Regions from separate parts of the Gossypium hirsutum genome. Here all the other regions are linked to region 3. A link is a contact called in public Hi-C data. All regions are on one chromosome and are shown on one strand. The core of a region is the stretch at or near the end of the contact, and the rest is flanking DNA. Distances in the headings are between cores, read along the strand shown.

Region 1 (4,846 bases), core at 1,365-3,864, 150 kb before region 3:
AATCTTGAGGCTGAAACATTGAGCAGATTTGTAGTGAAAGGGGAAGTATTAGGCTACAAGATTGCTAAAAGCAAAGATGAGCTAGAGAACTCATTCTGCAGGATCTGTGTAAAAGAAGCTTTTGTTTCACTAACAGTTTCATGCTTTGAATCTTGTTTCCTTTGGATTTTGCTATTTGCCTTTTAGTCAAGGAAATTAGGATTGGAGGCCTTATTGGTGAAGTGCATCTGAAGACGAACGGAAGCCTTGCTGAGTTGCATTGTCAAATGGCTCAGCAGCATCCAGGGCATGGTTGAATAGTGATTCTTTCGAGCCTTCAAGGTAGCATGGCTATGGGGATGGGAGATTGTGTGCATGAATGTAATTCCACTCTGCTTTCTGAAGATGGCTGGTCTCTGCTTAATTCAGTTGTCATAATTGAACTAGTTGATTAATTCAGCTTCTTCATAAGAACTTAACCATATAGTTTTAGGGAAGATAATATTGGGATGTAAAAACTGGCACACTGTCGTGGTCTTAGGCAGGACTTATGAATGTCACATGACTTCAGCTGTATATTAGAGTTCAACTAGGTATCCAAGTGTTTTCGCTAACACAATTGAGCAGAAGCAGATAATATAGGTTACAAATTTTGTTGCACTGTGACACAACCTGATTTCTAAATGAACTGAAGCCTATGCTAGCTGACCCATTTGCATCAACTCTTAATCGTGTTGGAACAATGCATAAAAGAACAAGAAGCAGATTAACATGAGAAAGCAATGTAAACAAGCCCTTGAATGGTCATCTTCTTGTCTCATTTCATTTGCTGCATATTCATAGCTTAGCAGCAATGACCTCACGACTTCATATGTTGAAAACCCTTATTTTTCAATTTGAAATGAATCAAATCTCAGAGTATGAAGGGAGATAAGAAGATTGCCGAATGGAGCACAGATCGTGAAGAGTAAGAGAGGAGATTCAACATGCACTACCTGAAATATTTTCACTTGTTTTCAGAAACGTTAAGGGAAGCCCACGAGGAATCGTCCTCATCCTGTTGAAAACCAAAGAGTACATTGCTTAAGGGACTCCATTATTATCTACCGCAACAGATGCTTCCTGGAGGATGGAAATATCTTTTGACCAACTAACCCCAAATGGATGGATGAATATCTGGTAGAGCTGCTCTCAAGTGAGGAGGCAGTTTTCCCAACTGAACTTCACATAGCTCGTCGGCACTTCGAGCTACTTGTGTGCGAGATTATTGGTTCCAGTGACAGTTTAGTATTGTAAGAAGAAAATTAAAATCAATGCGGTCTTTATAGCGGTCATCCGTTTTAACATTTTGTTATAATAATCAAGTTTCTAGTATAATCAATTTTTTATATTTTATTTTAACATTTTAGAATAGCTTTTCACTATTAACAGCAAGATCCATAGTTACGAAATAAAACATATTCTCTAAAATTTAAAGTAAAATTATAGCTATTCTATATAAGCAAACCTATTAATTATAATTTATTAAATAAATATATTATTAATTAAAATATTATTTTGATAAAATTTTTAAATTTCACATAAAAAAATCTATTACTCACATTTTATTAAATGAAAATAAGCTTCAAGGAGTGAAACTAAATATTCTACTATGAATTTGGAATATTTTAAATTTATAAATTGATTATTTGAATTTAATAACTCATGATAAATTAATTAATTTAAATTGATAACTCATACTGATTAATTGAACTTGTTAGATATATAAATTTCATAATTAATCATTTGAAAAAATATAAAATAAAATATGCACAAAAGCAAGAATACAAGTACATGTTATATGTCTTTTAATATTGTAAAATAAAATAAGCTTTCTTTTTTCAAACATAATTCTTACTTTCTTTATTTGGCTTACAACAATTATCTCTCTCTAACAATCACATATCTATTATTTATTTTTTAGATTAAAAGAAAGCAACGATTAGGTGATAATGGGAACTAATCAACTTCTATACCCAGGGCAGCAAAGCACTCATCAGACGTCTGATTCAATAGAATTAAATAGATTGATTAAACTTCAACAAATTGTGACACTCTAGGAGAAATAAAATTTTATATTTCGAGAAAATAATTATAGTTAAAAGAAAAGCAGAATTATAATCAGTCCAACTAAAAAAATTATAAAAATTAAAAGATAATATATTTTAGAAAATTATAAAATGTAGTTCCATCGGCTAGAACTGTTTTAAAGGTTAATTGGTTCTTTTGCGTCTTTTTTTTTTACAATACTACTCGGATTAGTTTGCAGTTAAACAAATTTGATCCTATTCAAAAATTGATAGTTGATAAAAAGTTAAAAGGCATAAAAAAAAATACATTGTTACAAAATAATAGAATTTTATAATTGTTGGTTTTTTAAAAAATAAATTGCAATTGAATTGGAAAGAATTCATATGTAATATAAACTTAGTTAGGGATTTAATATTTGAAAATTAAAATTAAAATCTTAACCATCCCAATTTTTTTGGAATATGAGGAGACACCTCTGGGTTTGGTTCCCTCATTTTATTCCGCTATCTCTACATAAAAAATGGGCCAAGAGCCCAAACTACTGTTGTTGCTATGGTCAGTTCATACTTCACCACTTGGTGGCCTTCGCGACTTCTCTCTTTCCACGCTCACTCTCTCGCTTCTGCAATGACCACCCTTTACATGCCATTATTCAGATCATGCACCAATCTCAGATCACTAGCACAACTCCATGCCCACCTCTTAGTTACTGGGTTTCACCATGACCCACTCCCTTCCACCAAGCTCATTGAATCCTATTCCCAAATGGGTTCTTTTCAATCTTCCAAACTTGTTTTCAGATGCTTCCCTAACCCAGATTCTTTCATGTGGGGTGTTCTAATTAAATGCTCTGTTTGGAGCAACTTGTTTCAAGATGCCATTTTTCTCTACCTCACTATGATAAAGAATGACCAACTCCACATGAGTAACTTCATATTTCCTTCTCTTTTGAGGGCCTGTTCTGGTTTTGGTGATCTGGGTATTGGTGAAATGGTCCATGGGACCATTATAAAAAATGGGTTTGAGAAAGATACTGTTATTCAGTCTTCACTTCTTTCCATGTACGGCGAAATGGGATGTTTAAGTTATGCTAAGAAAATGTTTGATGAAATGACAATAAAAGACTTGGTTTCCTGGAGTTCGATTATTTTGAGTTATGTTGAGAATGGGAAGGCAAATGAAGGCTTGGAGATGTTCCGTTTAATGGTATTGGAAGGTATTAGACCGGACTCCATAGCAATGCTTAGTGTAGCTGAGGCTTGTGGCGACTTGGGATTTCTGAAATTAGCAAGGCTGATTCATGGTTATATAGTGAGGAGGAGGATTGAAATTGATGGTTCATTGGCTAGTTCCCTTGTTGCAATGTATAGCAAATGTGGTGACTTGGATAGTGCAGAGAGGATCTTTCTAAATATAACGAACCGTAGTACTGCATTGTGGACTGCAATGATATCTAGCTATTTTAGAGCAGGTAGGTTTGCAGAAGCGTTAAAGTCTTTCTTTGATATGTTAGATTCTCGTGTGGAACCGAATTCAGTGACCATGATGAGTGTTTTAGGGTCTTTTGCAGGGCTAGGCTGGCTTAGAGAAGGGAAGTCGGTTCACTGTTACATTATTAGGAAAGAAATGGATCTTGAGTACGATGTTTTAGGGCCTGTTTTCATAGAACTATATATGAAATGTGGAAAGTTGAACTATTGTGAAAAGGTTCTTCACGTTGTTGGAGGAAGAAATATCGTGGCATGGAATATGGTCATATCAATTTGTACTGAGAAAGGGTTGTTAAAAGAGGCATTGGCACACCTTGTGCAGATGCAGACCTTGGGATTAATGCCTGATTCATTCAGCCTAGCAAGTTCTATCTCAGCTTGTGCTGATGGAGGTTTATTGCTGTTTGGAGATCAGATGCATGGTCATATCATCAAAAGAGGCCTTTCGGATGAGTTTGTCCAGAATTCGCTAATTGATATGTACTCAAAATGTGGCTTGACGGAATTAGCATACACTATCTTTGATGATATCAACGAAAAAAGTGTTGTAACATGGAATTCTATGATTTGCGGATTCCATCAAAATGGAAATTCTGTAGAGGCAATTAGCCTTTGTGATCAAATGTACTTGAACGGTCTTGAGATGAATGATGTTACTTTCTTAAGCGTGCTTCAAGCATGCTCCAATTTGGGTTATCTTGAGAAAGGAAAATGGCTTCACCACAAGCTTCTTACCTATGGTGTAAATACAGATCTCTATATCGATACAGCTTTAACTGACATGTATGCCAAGTGTGGAGACCTTGTAACAGCCCAAAGGGTTTTTGATAGCATGTCAGAGAAAAGTGTGGTGTCATGGACTGTGATGATTGCTGGATATGGAGCACACGGTAGGGTGAATGCTGCCATCTCACTTTTCAATCAAATGGTAGAGTCAGGCATAAGACCTAATCAAGTTACCTTCATGAACATTCTTTCGGCTTGCAGTCATGCAGGATCTGTGGAAGATGGAAAATCTTATTTTAAGTCGATGAGGGATTTTGGTGTTGAGCCCAACTCAGAACATTACGCCTGTATGGTTGACCTTCTAAGTCGCGGTGGTGATCTCAGTGAAGCATATAGAATCATCAAATCGATGCCATATCCCGCAGATGCAAGCATTTGGAGTGCGCTGCTTAATGGTTGTCGAATCCACCACAGGATGGACATGATCAAAGCCATTGAAGAAGACCTTGTAGATATTCATACAGATGACACTGGATACTACACCTTGTTATCTAATATATATGGTGAGGAAGGAAACTGGA
Region 2 (4,316 bases), core at 399-2,898, 190 kb after region 3:
GGGAAATCAAAGTCAAAATATTCTGGAGAAATAGGTGAAATTGCTGCCGGCCCAGTATCTACATCTTCCTCACTAGAAATGCTAGTGATCAAAGACAAGGGAGCACTAGTCTCAAAATCCTTATCAACCAAAGGTCTTTCATCATTAAGACCACCAGTTTCAAATGCTTCATCCCATTGGCATTTACGAAATCCACCCTCAACATCAACTGTCACAAAGAGGAAGATCACATCAATAATAAAACCATGCAGCAGAATAAGAATCATTCCCATAAAAACAAGCAGAAAAGCCAGAGAACACATTACCTGAAATATGGGGATTCTGATGGGTATAGCTATGGGAAATAGTATCAGCAAACTGAGTCAATTTGTTGTTATTGTCAAACTGTCTTGGATGCTTGAAAGGAAGTTCCTGCAACTCCTCACTGTCAAAAGGGCGCTTAAATCCCATTTACAACCTGCGGGACAAAAATGTTAATTATGAATATAAGGTAAAACAATAATAATAGAAAAGATATAGATGCATGTCGATCACAGAGTATACAGAAAAAAACATAGTGGCACATAGTAAGACAGAAAAATACATGAAATAGAAGACTAAGAAAGGGAGCATCAAGCTTATGTCAAAGAACACTTGACACAAGCAATAAACAAATAAATTAACCTGAAGCTCATTTAGACAGAAAAAAAAATACAATAGTGCTTGGGACCACCATGGTACTAATGCTAATTATGATGCACATACCAATTCATAGTACAGGCAAACTAACTTATTTGACTTTGCATGGAAAGCTAACAAGGTTAATAAATTAAAATTTAGTCAAATGCATAATAAAAGGAAAGAATTAACATATTAACCACTTACTAATGATGAAATGGATAAAAATTTATGTTAGGTGGAGTCAATTACTTCTAAATTGTGATGAATTGAAACTTCAATTGAACTGGAAAAAAGTGGAGAAGAATTAAAAGCCTAGGAAGCCTCAACTAAGACGATGAAAGCACTTAATTAGGCACTAAAATTGATTCAAGTATGGGAAGAGACGTTTCCCTAAATTAATTTGACTACCAGGTTGAAGCCCTAAATTTACAAGAAAACCCTAACCCTAAATTCCCAATTCGCCGAGGAAACGACGAATTGACAGCATAAAACTCTTGTAGACAATCTCGAGGTCACGTAAAACACCGAAACCCTCTACGAATTCACACATAGAGACGAACCCTAACGAATCGAAGAAACTAAACCCTAAAAAAACAAACCAAGAATAATCAGACAAAATTAGAGCGAATCACAAAGGGAAATCAACAAAAATCGAAGAGGAAACAAAACCTATGAGAGATCGATCAACAAAAAGGGCCCGATCGAGGAGATCGAATAACCCTAACCCTAGAGAAGCAAAAATTGAACGGCTGCGACAGAAAGAGAGATCAATCAAAAGAAAATAGCGAGAATCAAATAGATAATTACGTGATTTACAGATTTGATGAAGAACGATGAGAAAATCCGAGATCGATTTTCGGATTAATTTGGGGATCGTGAAAGAGGGTAAAGAGGCGATGGGAAGCGAGGATACGGTTCGGGGGCTTTTGTATACGAGGCGGTCCACTAAGAAAACCGGATTGGACTAATTTTGGTTTTTCGATGCCCAAACAGCATTTTTTGTCCTTTGTTATTCACCTGGACCTTTAAAGATAAACCGGTCCGGTTCTATATAAAATTACTGTAAGGTCCATTAATTTCTTTTACAATGAAATCAAATTAAATTTATCATAATACTAGTTTGTATACCCGTGCAACCAACGGATTTAGTTGGTGCACCGATTAGAATGTTACTTTATAAAATAATGAAAAACATATAAATTTTTAAAAAATTATCATTTTTTTTGTAAATTTATTTCTTTAATATGAAAAATAATATATTTTATAAAATAATAATAAAAGGTTTATAAATTTATAAAAAAAAAAAAAAAGAATTACCATTTCTTTAGAAAAAATGACATTGTATTAATGTTTTTATTAAATAAGAATTAAAATGATTTTAATAAATTTAATGGTTGAAATTTAAAACTTCATTGAAATTTGAGCTACATCAATTTCATTTTATTTCAATGTTGAATAAAATTTTGGATTCTAGTCGATTAAATTTATAATATTTTGAATTTATATTTCTAAATGTATAAATTTTATAAAATTATAAAAATTTAAAAATGAAATTTAAAAAAAAAAGCCTTAATTTTCTATGTTTTATAATTTGATCCTTTAACTTATTGGGACAAGTGGTGACCTCTTTAGCCATCCCCAGTGACACCAACTATATAATGATTGCAAGATAAAAGTCTCATTTTAGGTACTCTCGAATTCTAAGATAAAGCAGCACCAACAACAAAGAATGATGGGCTTTGCAATTGGAATTTTCAAAAATAAATTAGAATATTGTTCTCAGCTAGCTTATTATTGAATCTTTCTACACCATCACGATTGCGCATCATCAAACCCCTTTCAATATTCCTACCACTATACAACCTCTATCACCAATTTTCATCCATTAAGCTGAGCCACCATCCACCCACTACCTTGTCAATACCACAACATCCACCTTTGTTACCCATCTCCCATTTCTAACATCTTTTCTTCACTATAACATTAATTGCATAAATTCTCCAATAACATTTGTACCATTGAATCAATCCCACCATCTTTTTTCAACTTCTAACCATTTAGTTAGGAGTGAACAAAACTTGATTCAACTCGAAAAAGTCGAAAAAAATTCAAATTTCAAGTTAAATGAATTAAGTTATTCGATTTATTCAAGTCAATTCGAATTCTTTTTTGAATTTCGAGTTCAAATCGAGTTTAATTTTTGAATTCGAATAAACCTAATACCAAACTATAATATTTTACATTTTTACCCCAAACTCCCAAACATATTTACTTTCTTCAAAATTTTTTATTCCCCTCTCATCCTACCCCCTTCTACCCCTCAGCATTTTACTTCCTCAACCTCTAAAACTTTTTATTTTCTCCTAAAACTTTTACTCCCCTCCTATCCTCCGCTCTTATCCCAAACCCATTCCCCCCAACTCTCAAATTTTTTTTAATATCCCCTCCCTCAACCCCAAAACATTTTATTTTCTCCCTAAACTTTTACTTCTCACATTTTACCCTCAAATCAAAAATTAAAATCATCCAAAAAAAAACCCCTAAACCTAAATAATAATAATTTTTTATTTATATTTACTATTTATATTATTAAATTAAATTTCATATTTTACATTATTTATATTATTGAATTGTTTAATCATATTGAATCTTTACAATTTTTTGTTAAAATTAAATTATTGATTATGCTGTAAAATATTTGTGTTAAAATTTTATGTTGGTATCAATTGTACATTTTATCTTTAAGATAAATTTTATTTAAAAAATCATATTTTTTTTACATTTAATATATTTTTTAATTTCAAAATACATAGTGACAAGAATCAGAAGATAATTAAAACAACTAAGTAAGCAAAGAAGATAACCCGTATATAAAATATTAATAAATAAATTATGAGGGGATAAAAGTTAATAATAAATTTGATTACGGTAGGTGACAGTGATTACAAGGACTCAAAATTATTTTTTTAATTTATCTCGAACAAATATATTCGATTCGATTCGATTTGAATTCAATCTCACTGAACTCAATTCGAGAAAATTTCAAATCAAGTTAGAATGATAAAATAAGATTCATCAACTCGATTAACTCAAAATATTTACATTCGATTCAATTGAATGCTCACCCTTACATTTAGCAATAAACATAACATCAATACCAATCAACAAATTCAACCGAACCCTTCTCTCATAGCCACTATTAGCCCCATCTAACTTGAAATAGTACTAAAGAAAAATGAATCATTCAAGGCCTATACCGTAACTCCAAATGAAATTGAACCTATAAGAAGCAAACTAATAATAAGAAACCAATAAAAGAGAAAAAAGAAATATAGTTCAAATTGGCTTCATTTGGATGACAAAGCAAAGCTGAATTTAGGCAGGGGCCCGGCCCCTTAGAATGGAAAATTTTTTATTTTGATCCTTTAAAATTTTTAAAATTTTAAACTAGTAAAGATAAAATTACACTTTGACCCTTTAAAATGATAAAATTTTAATTTAATCCTTTAAAAAATATTTTTTTACTATCATAAAAATTACAATTTAATTTCGGTCTACTAAAGAAATTTTTTAACTTTGCCCCTGTGACAAAGATAGCAATGTTCCTTTGTGCCTCATGTGGAAATCTCTAGATATTAGGGTTGTTTTAGCAAAAC
Region 3 (4,542 bases), core at 1,035-3,534:
CTACATAGCTATTTTGACTCTAAACTAGGAACTCTGAGTCAGCAAGTTCCAGGATCCTAGGGACACCGATGGATTTTGCTCCTTTCTGGAATGAATTTCCTGCAATGTACCTGTCAACAATTTCTATGAACTGTCAATTAACAGACCTTATAAGAGTTGTAACTTGGCCAGAACTGAGAGTAGAAGAAAACTTGCATTTCTTTCACAAAGGGATGTCTATAGAGTGCTTCAGGAATTCTTCCTGCAAATTGGTTGTGATCTAAATGCCTGCAGTTCCAATAAGATCCAATAAAAGAACATGTATGGAGACGAGTTGATGAACGCATTGATGCTAAATTAGCTCAGAAAGCTGGAATAAACTGCGAATGCAGTGTGAAAGAGGCAACGAGCGATGTCTAGATACTCGAAGCTCTAAAGAAAGGCCAAGTTATGTTCAAGAAGCAAATTAAATCAACTTTCTGGCTTAATACAATGAAACCCTACTTCAGCTACACACTTTATGTAAATTGCGACTAAAGAAGTATCAACAATGTCTAACAATGAACTTACAAGGATGTCAACCGGGGGAGATGAATGATTTCATGTGGTATTACTCCTGAAAGTTTGTTGTAGGATAGGTACCTGTGACCAGTATGTTGAATAACGAAAATCCGAGTTAGACCAGAGTATTCTAACATAGCTAAAAGGGTATCCGATAATAAGGCGAACTCCATACCATATCCCAAAGGTTAAAAAGCACCATACTTACAAGATTTCCAAGTTGGTCAAGCCTGCTATCTTTGCCGGAAATCCTCCAGTTAAGTAGTTATTATTTAGGTAACTGCAGGCAAATGTTTTGAACAAAAGTCGCAGCAATTATCCATTCATTGGATTTAATGAAGGTGGTAACGGTTTGAGTGAAGTTATTGTCAACTTACAGGTTTCGAAGCGATGGGAAACAACCATACATGCTTATGAGCTGTTTTATAGTACCGACCAAATGATTGTTCCCAACATCCCTACCAAACATATGGAATTAGAAGCCGGTGAAGGAAGGTTCACTAAGAACATTATACATTTAAGGAGATTTGGCATCTTACAAGTGCTGAAGTTTCTCCAAAGTACCTAACTCTGCTGGAATCCGGCCTGAAAACCGGTTTTGATGCAGATGTAAGTAACGAAGCTCCGGTAGACTCGCTAGCTCCTTCGGGATTTCCCCTTTAAAGTTATTGAAGCTCAGATACCTACACAAGTTTGAGGTCAGTATGAAACAATAATCTTGAAGATCATAATATGAAACGCACACATAAAGACACTTGGAAGTGCTACTTACAGATGTGTTAGACTCTTAAGTTCACCAATTTCAGAAGGAAGAACATCTTGTAGCTTATTCCATCTCAAATTACTAAACCAAAAAACAGGAAATAACCCATTATTTCATAACCTTAGATTCTAGCTCTGAACAACATATAATGTTGATTAAAACCAAAGAGAAACAAAGGAACCATACAGTATTTTAAGACGTTTAAGCCGCTCGATTTGAGGCGGAATGGGTCCGGTCAGCTTGTTATTATGCATATCACTGTAATAAGCAACAATTTAATAACTTATTTTAATTCAACGAAACAAAAGAAGGAAATTAATGGTAACGAAAAGATTAATTATATTCATACAGTCTTGTAAGATCGAACAAATTTGTCACCGGAACGGGAAACGGCCCCACGATTGACACTGCATAAACTTCTCTGAAAATTAAGAGGAAGCTAATTATTTAAATTTTAAAAATGAAAGTTTTTAATTAAAAATAGAAAAATAGTGAAGAAAATGAAAATTACAATTCGGTGACAACTCTGTAGTCACCCATGAGGGTGCAGGTGATACCGGACCACGGCGGCAGATTTCCATCGCCGCAAGGATCGTCACCGACCCAAGCGTACACCACTCTCCAACCTAACGACGCCTTTATTTCGTTCAGTGCTTTAACTGCCATAACGAAATCGAATACCAAATTTAAAAAAAAAAAAGAAAAAAAGAAAAATAAAGGAGCAATAATTAAGAAAAAAAAAGTAAAATTACCATCGCGTTTGAGAGTTTTGCAGAAGGAAAGGTTGAGAACTGGAAAGAAAAGGAAGAGAAGAGTGAATAAGCGCGCCATTTTCAACAATTATAGTTCTTTTAAAAAAAATATCAATTGAAGAAGGAGATCATCAAAAACGAAAGTTGGAAAAATTGGAAACCTGAGTTCACAGATATTTTGCTGAGAGTGTGTCGGATTCAGTTAAGTTTGGTCGGGAGAGGCGCGCGCAAATTTGGAAAGTCAACCCCCGGTTGTTATTTTTATTTTTTCAAATATCTTGGGAACATATGTGGGCCCGGTTTTTTACATGCTTTTCCTTCGGTTTTATTTGTCTACTATTCATCCGCCTTGATTAACGGCCTAACCCACACTCCTGCATTTTATATTTCACTAAACATCTTTTAAACTTCTAATTATTCTAATTACATCTCTATATTAATAGACCTTCTTCAACGCTGCTGTTGCATCCTCGTGATCAGCATTGATTCGGTTGACAGCCAATTTGTGCTCTTCGACAACTTCTTCAACTCAGCACGCAAAGCTGCGACATCACTGGTTAGTTCATCATTTTTCACCTGCTCAGCCCCCAACCTCCCACCGAGTTCCTCATTTTGCTTATAAATCACCTTATTCTTGGATCTCATTCCTTGCCACTGCTCCTCGGAAACCTTAAGGTTCACTACAAGCTCCCTTTGGGTGGCCTCTGTTCTGCCAATTCTCTCCTCAATGCCTAAACTAATTACGGAGGCCAAATGAATTCGTTAATGATACTAAAATGTGGCTTGAATGCAATGACATAACATGGTTAAGAAGGTCTTAACACTAACAAGGTAGGATAAGTAGGTTTATCCATTGCTACTTACATTGGTTGTTTAAAACGTGTAGGTAAAGGATTCAACGAGAATTTTAAGGTGTGAGCTTGGAGCTTCGCATCTTCCTTCGAAATTAATTTATAGTGTTTTGAAACCCATTGAGATGATATGGCAATGTTTTATGGTAGTATGAAATATTGATATGGCAATGTTTTATGGTTATAGTATTGCCTGAGCGGCAACTTGTGTCGCCTACGCGGCTTCTTAATGAATAGTCGTTATTAATCAGTATCGCCTAAGCAACAGCTTGAGCTGCCTAGGTGGCTACTTAATGTTCGCAATATTCAAATGATGTGCAAAGGTACACAGTTGTAAACAAGTAATACAGTAGTAAGTATAGAGTTATCATCTCCACATGGATTGTATATGTAAGTCAACAATTGCAAAATTTAATTATTAACAATTCGAAAAGTAATTAAGATTTTGGATGTGAGGATTTAATTAATGACTCAAACTAAATTAAACTAAGTATGCAAAACAAATTAAATAACAACACAAAAGATAATAACAGTGGAAAAGTTTAACACTTACAACAATGACATGAAAGGTTAGAATAATTTTTTCTCCTTAACAGACAATCATTAAAAACAATTCTATAATATGTTCAATGACTTCGTGGAAATATGACAATTTATTAATTCAATTTCTTCAAGCCGTAGGCTTCTCTTGAAGTCCTACATCAACCTTTTAGTTAACATATATCTATGCCAAATTAACACCAAGATCACCTTCTCAAGCATCATACATAAGGACTATGCATGCAACAATTGTCTCTCGATATCATTTCAACATGCACCATTTAAGTTGTACCTGTTCTCAGATTAAATAATTAATTCAATTACTTACCAATGTTGGCCATGCATTTGTAAGTTTGACATGTAAATTACTTGAATGAATAAACAATGATATATACAAACATTAATAGCAAAAAATCAACAATAGCATATCAAATATCAATAATCATTCTAGTAAAACAATATTAAGCCATGATCATTAAATTAAAAGCAAGAAGACAATTTGTAATCATGTTTATCAACCTAACAACACAATAACAAATAAGACAAAAGAAAGATGAAAGATGAATAGCCAATAGTGGTTCTCTGAAGCTGTTAAACATTTAAGAAGAGATGATAGCTAAATCTGATGGTTCTCCGTGGCTAACTTTTGCTTGCTCTCTCATGGTCGCTCTCCTCTTCTCTTAAGCACCGTTCTCACCTTAATGCTCTCAAGATAATGCTTTTCTTTTTCACTCTAAACTTTTAAGTCAAATCCTCTCAATTATGGTATGTGGTGGTACATCTTTTCTCCTCAGACTCATCCCCAATTTATATTATTGAGTCCCCTTCTATTTTCGGTGTTGGTGACGTAAACTCGGTTACGAGTTAATTCATGATTTAAGTGTCCCGGTTATCTAAATAGGTACTTGCTTGGTTAATAATAGAAATATGAAGAAATAAATAAATGAAAGGCTAAACTTGGATATAACTTGCGAATATAGACAACCAGAAAAGAATCGACGCTATAGAACAACGTGACCCATTTTCTATATTGTTGTTAACACTCGAAATTTTGGGTGGATAAGGTTGATCGCCAAACTTTGGAATGGAAAACAAA

What was found. Hi-C and Micro-C count contacts between places; a contact is called where the count stands out from the background.
Region 1: a Hi-C map of leaf shows a contact between it and region 3, with 1.9 times the contacts expected there. The contact joins the promoter of LOC107887367 here to the promoter of LOC107887362 in region 3. A contact is called at or near these places in 3 of 34 Hi-C or Micro-C datasets (all in leaf).
Region 2: a contact with region 3 is called in a Hi-C map of leaf, with 2.4 times the contacts expected there. The contact joins the promoter of LOC107887358 here to the promoter of LOC107887362 in region 3.

What each region holds. Positions count from the first base shown.
Region 1 is chrA03:67,309,360-67,314,205 of Gossypium_hirsutum_v2.1, forward strand. It overlaps LOC107887367 (putative pentatricopeptide repeat-containing protein At1g69350, mitochondrial), which reads left to right and starts at 2,615. Exons shown (of 1, transcript XM_016811574.2): 1 at 2,615-4,846. The coding sequence starts at 2,677.
Region 2 is chrA03:67,658,853-67,663,168 of Gossypium_hirsutum_v2.1, forward strand. LOC107887358 reads right to left here and starts at 1,649. Exons shown (of 3, transcript XM_016811560.2): 1 at 1,468-1,649; 2 at 306-457; 3 at 1-208. The coding sequence starts at 450.
Region 3 is chrA03:67,463,934-67,468,475 of Gossypium_hirsutum_v2.1, forward strand. LOC107887362 (probable leucine-rich repeat receptor-like protein kinase At1g35710) reads right to left here and starts at 2,285. Exons shown (of 11, transcript XM_016811566.2): 1 at 2,056-2,285; 2 at 1,815-1,962; 3 at 1,653-1,724; 4 at 1,490-1,561; 5 at 1,313-1,384; 6 at 1,080-1,223; 7 at 918-998; 8 at 749-820; 9 at 550-621; 10 at 196-267; 11 at 1-110. The coding sequence starts at 2,134. The coding sequence ends at 20.